Linked DNA regions of Sus scrofa: region 2 is linked to region 1. A link is a contact called in public Hi-C data. All regions are on one chromosome and are shown on one strand. The core of a region is the stretch at or near the end of the contact, and the rest is flanking DNA. Distances in the headings are between cores, read along the strand shown.

The links. A called contact is a pair of places that touch in the nucleus more often than the background predicts.
Region 2: a contact with region 1 is called in a Hi-C map of liver, with 5 times the contacts expected there. The contact joins two enhancer-like sites. A contact is called at or near these places in 3 of 47 Hi-C or Micro-C datasets (embryonic fibroblasts and liver) and 1 of 2 datasets of contacts at active chromatin or transcription factors (skeletal muscle).

The regions. Positions count from the first base shown.
Region 1 is chr4:117,107,262-117,109,941 of Sscrofa11.1, reverse strand. The region is part of intron 6 of LOC106508363 (a long non-coding RNA gene); the gene reads left to right. Among named protein-coding and RNA genes, the nearest start is that of S1PR1, 39 kb to the right of the region's middle. Within about 2 kb of position 1,296, at least 11 of the 83 cell types and tissues checked have an H3K27ac peak or open chromatin away from gene starts, as enhancers often do. A contact at or near this core is called in liver, where this site is marked.
Region 2 is chr4:117,352,321-117,355,000 of Sscrofa11.1, reverse strand. The region is part of intron 8 of SLC30A7 (solute carrier family 30 member 7); the gene reads left to right. Among named protein-coding and RNA genes, the nearest start is that of SLC30A7, 43 kb to the left of the region's middle. Within about 2 kb of position 1,315, at least 3 of the 83 cell types and tissues checked have an H3K27ac peak or open chromatin away from gene starts, as enhancers often do. A contact at or near this core is called in liver, where this site is marked.

The DNA.
Region 1 (2,680 bases), core at 47-2,546:
GGCAGGGAACAGGCTTTCTCTATTAGATGTGTCTTTGTGCTCGTTTGAAATGTTTTGAGTACTTTGACCTTTACAAAAAAGGAAAAGCTGCCAGTAAATGCCTTTGTGTTCCTACTAATTTTGATCCTGCTAATTTCTGCCTTGTACAAAGAAATAAGAGATTTAAAAAAAAAAAGCTTGTTATGACCCACTAAATTGATTTGATGCCTCATTAAAGGGTAGCAAACTGCATCTTGAAAAATAATTAGGCAATTTTATATTCATCCATGTAAGAATTGATGAGAAGTATAAATAAAATTAGAGGCAGTGAAAATGACAGAATTAGATGCAATAAATATTTGGGAAGTGGAATCAACACCTCCTTAGGATTATTTGAGGGGAACAGAGTGCGAGAAGTTTGCCAGGTTGGATAACCTCATTCATTGGATAGGGAGCACTGGCGGAAGAGCTGCTTTGATGGGGAATAAATTCTGCTTTGGAAATACTGAGTGTGTAATGCCCAGAGGCATCTAGACAGAGCTGTCTGGTAAGGAGTTAGCATGTGAGTTGGAGATAAGGAGAGGCATCTGGGCTGGAGGTATTGATTCATTAGCATACAGGTGCAATGGACTTGACTACCTAGGGGGCCAGTGGGGAAGGTGGGCCAAGAGTGTAACTCAAAGGATTACCTGAAGGAAAGGCGGAGGGAGAGGAGGGGGAGAGGAGATGGAGAGACCCCAGAGAGGTAGAAAGTAAAAGACAAGGGCCTTTGACTAATACCTTTTAGTTACTGTGCATTGCCAATCACATCAAGGCACAAAAGAGTGTGGCTGGAAGATGACTGGCTGCATGGTTTGCTGAAGGGTTCTGGAGCAAGAGCAAGAAGTAGTCCCAAGATAACCTTCACCCCTTCACCTCAGGTGATAGGTCTCTTCCTCTATGAAACAAGCGTGTTGGGCTAGATGATATGTGTGGTGTTTAATTCGGAAGATACGAAAACCCGTTCCTTCATCCAACAAGTATTTATTGAGTTTTGAAGATGCTCAGATACTGCTTTAGTCACAGGGACATAACAATGAAGCAGAAAGATTATAAAAGCCAACATTATAGTGAGGGAAACAGACCATAAACAGGTAAATTATTTAAATTACAGTGTATTTTCAGATACTGAGAAGGACTAAGAGGAAAAATAAAATGGGCAAGGGAAAGATAGAAATATTGGGCCAGACTTCTCTAAGTAGCTGATAGAGCTGAACAAAGTGTGGATGCCTGAAAGCAAAGGGCTTGCGGAATAGCATCCCTGGAAAGGAGGACAGCAAGTGCAAAGGTCTTGGAATGACTTGGCACGTCTAAGAACCAGTAGGAAGGGGCAGTTTAAGTGAAGCCAGTGCTGGGAGCGTAGATGCAAAACCAGACCAGCTTGGGCCTTTGTTGGTCATGGTTAAGAATTTTGGATTTCTTTTGTAATTTGGAAAGCTAGTGCAAGGTTTTGCACAGGTGAATGGCTTGATCTGATTTATGTTTTAAAAAATTCTGTTTTAAGGTAGAGGTAATATAGTATAATGTTAATTCTGCTGGGATCAGTCTCTCAGCCTTTTCGCATGTTCTTAGTCGAAGGCAATTCCCATTTGGGAAATCGAGTGGGATGTTTTACTCATAAAGCAGCCAAACATTCAAGTCAGCCAAGGGATCCCTTTTATCAGCAGTCTGTCACTGAGCAAATGTTTTTAATAAAGAAGCTCCCAGAAATCTCATCACCTTGGATCCTCAGGTTGGAGCAGCCTGTGCTGTAACCCTCAACTTCCTAGAGTTCTTTTGAGGTCAGCTTGTCCCAGCTAGAGGATCATAGCTGGCTTTGGCATGGCCACCCTGGGGCCTCGGTCTCCACCGCTGCCTGTCAGTCACTGAACTTTGACTGAGTAATCCACAGGTTGCACAATCCCAGACTTGCTCAATACAAAATACTGCATCATCTGACTTTAGTATTTGCCTTTCACTTTATCAGATGATCCAATCAATCCCTTTAGCTGGCCTCAAACTTACGATTCACCCTTCTGGTCCTGCCTCTTCCTCCTGAAGCTGAGCCAGATGTCTACTGAGACAGTAGACATGGCTAGAAATGTTGTCTATCTTGATTGGGAGAGTGGGTACATAGACACAGGTATATATGTTTTTCAATACTCATCAGAATATACACTTAGATACATCAATTTTAGAACACTTGAATTTGGCAGTTCCTGTTGTGGCACAGTGGAAATGAATCCAACTAGTATCCATGAGGATAGGGGTTTTATCCCTGGCCTCGCTCAGTGCATCAGGATTCTGGTGTTGCTGTGAGCTGTGGTGTGGCACAGACACAGCTTGGATCCAGCATTGCTGGGGCTATGGTATAGGCTGGTGGCTGTAGCTCCGATTTGACCCCTAGCCTGGGAACTTCCATATGCCACGGGTGTGGCCTTAAAAAGCAAACAGAACAAAGCAACTTGAATTTGGAAAATAATATTATGCTAGATGCTCTTCAAATTGAAAAAAATTTGCCCTCAAGAAACTTACAACCTTGAGTTCCCTTGTGGTTAAGGATCTGACTTTGTCACTGAAATGGTGTTTGGGTCACTGCTGTGGTGGGGGTTTGATCCCTGGGGTCAGAAAGTTCCACATGCCACAGATGCAGCCAAAAAAGGAAAAGGAAGAAAAATACAAA
Region 2 (2,680 bases), core at 66-2,565, 250 kb before region 1:
AGCCCTTCTTGGCTGCCCAGTGTTGCATTATCACATTCAAGTGGCAATAATTTCCTAGAAAAAGACTTTTTTTCCCCCCTCTCGTTTTCTAACACAGGCAAAGGGTGATATCAACTTCTGTATGAAACTGGGTTGTAGCATGATGAATTTTGTTTCCTAATGAAAAGCAGGATATTGAGTATAATAGTGAGAGTATAATTTTTTATCATCTGAAAATACAGCAGATTTCAATGTAATTTTGCTCCTCTTTTCCCCATTAGTAAGTTGAATTGGAATGGAAAGTGGATTGATAACTTAAGAGTACAGAAATCTGAACAATTACTTGTAACTTTGTACTGTGATTTAAAAGTTACATAGATTTTTGATTCACTTATAAAAGGTACCTGTGCATGATGGGAAGAAATATATAAACAGGATGCAGAAATAAGCTTTGTTACTGGTGTGGCATTTCTGAAACCTTGCTGGAGGTTTTGTTTTGTTTTGTTTTGTTTTGTTTTAAATCAGTTTTCTTCAACTCATAAGTTATATTCTTATGGTGTTATGGTGCTCTGTACCCTTCACTGTAATCATTTGTAAATACAAAGAAAACCTTTTTTTTTTTTTTTTTTAAGAAACTGTCTTTTTGTTAGGGGCAAAGTTATTCAAATAATATGTTTATTTCTTATCATATGGAAGAAAAAAATAGCCCACTTTTTTTTTGACGCAAACTAAGGTACAGGCTTTATAAATGCCAGATAATGGGCATAAATTGAGGTATGAAGTGGAAAGAATATGTAATGAAACAAAATTATAAACTTGATATTCTAGATCATAGGTGACTGTCATTGTTCATGAATTCAGGAATTGGATCAGATACTAACTTTGATAAGTCTTGTTGACTTTGTGGCTAAATGGATAATTATTTGTAGCCTATATTAAGTTAAACATTGTTTTAACAAGAAGCTACCATGTCTTCAAATAGGTACAAATATGAGAAATTATGTATTTTTTTTTTTTTTCAAAAATGGTTTTGGGTGTTGCCTAACAGTTTCCTTTGTGGTTTTACCTTTCAAGTAGTTATAATTTACGAACTATACTTTTGGAGACTAAGATAAAGGTAAACAATTTCCCAAGATTTTAACAGATTCCTAAGGTGTTTGTATCCGTATTGTTAAGACTAAACATATGGAAGTATTATTGCATTAGTAATTGTATTTTTTAATCATATGTAAAACTGTCATCTTTAGTAAGAGCATTTATCAGTACTGTTTAGACTAACAGCTTTTCTCAACCAGCATCCTGGGAGAGAATACCCTAATGCCCTCAGGCATGCAGTTGTGTGTAATTATTAACTTTTCACCTTTGCATCTAGGAAAGTACTGGTTGTACTAAGGGGAATTGAGAAATAATCACTCAGATCATTTTGTGTGTTCGGGGTTCAGAAGAGGATCCCTAGTTAAGAAAGGGCTGGCAGACAGTCTTAGAAATATTAGAAGGAACACAGCAAGTGTGGTAATATATTAGTGATCATAAGCCAGTTACATTAGATAAGAAAAAGTATTTAAGGCTTAAAACTTGGAAAGAAGAGATTTTTCTTTTATATAAAATATATTATTGTATTTCTTTCTTTTTTTCATTGCTCAAATGAATTTATCGCATCTGTAGTTGTGTAATGATCATAACAATCTGATTTCACAGGATTTCCATCTCACAACCCAAGCACATCCCCCCACCCCCCAAACTGTCTCCTCCGGAGACCATAAGTTTTTCAATGTCTGTGAGTCAGCATCTGTTCTGCAAAGAAGTTCAGTCTGTCCTTTTTTCAGATTCCACATGTCAGTGAAAGCATTGGATGTTGGTGTCTCATTGTATGGCTGACTTCACTTAGCATGATAATTTCCAGGTCCATCCATGTTGCTAAAAATGCCAGTATTTCATTTCTTTTAATGGCTGAGTAATATTTCATTGTGTATATGTACCATATCTTCTTGATCCACTCCTCTGTCGATGGACATTTAGGTGGTTTCCATGTCTTGGCTACTGCAAATAGCGCTGCAATGAACATCGGAGTACATATGTCTTTGCAAATCGTGGTTTTCTCTGGATAGATGCCCAGGAGTGGGATTGCTGGATCAAATGGTAGTTCTATTTTGAGTTTTCTGAGGAATCTCCATCCTGTTTTCCACAGTGGTTGCACTAATTTACAATCCCACCAACAGTGTACTAGGGTTCCTTTTTCTCCACACCCTTTCCAGCACTTATTGTTTGTAGACTTTTGGATGATGGCCATTTTGGCTGGTGTGAGGTGGTACCTTATAGTGGTTTTGGTTTGCATTTCTCTAATGATGAGTGATGTTGAACATCTTTTCATGTGTTTCTCGGCCATCTGTATATCTTCTTTGGAGAATTGTCTGTTTAGATCTTCTGCCCATTTTTTGATGGGGTTGTTTGTGTTTTTGGTATGGAGCTGCAGAAGGTGTTTATAAATTTTGGAGATGAATCCCTTGTCAGCTGATTCACTTGCAAAGATTTTCTCCCATTCTGTGGGTTGTCTTTTCATTTTGTTTAGGATTTCCTTTGCTGTGCAGGAACTTTGAAGTTTGATTAGGTCCCATTTGTTTATTTTTCTTTTTATTGTCAATACTCTTGATAGGTGGATCTGAGAAGATGTTGCTGTCATTTATGTCATAGAGTGTTTGGC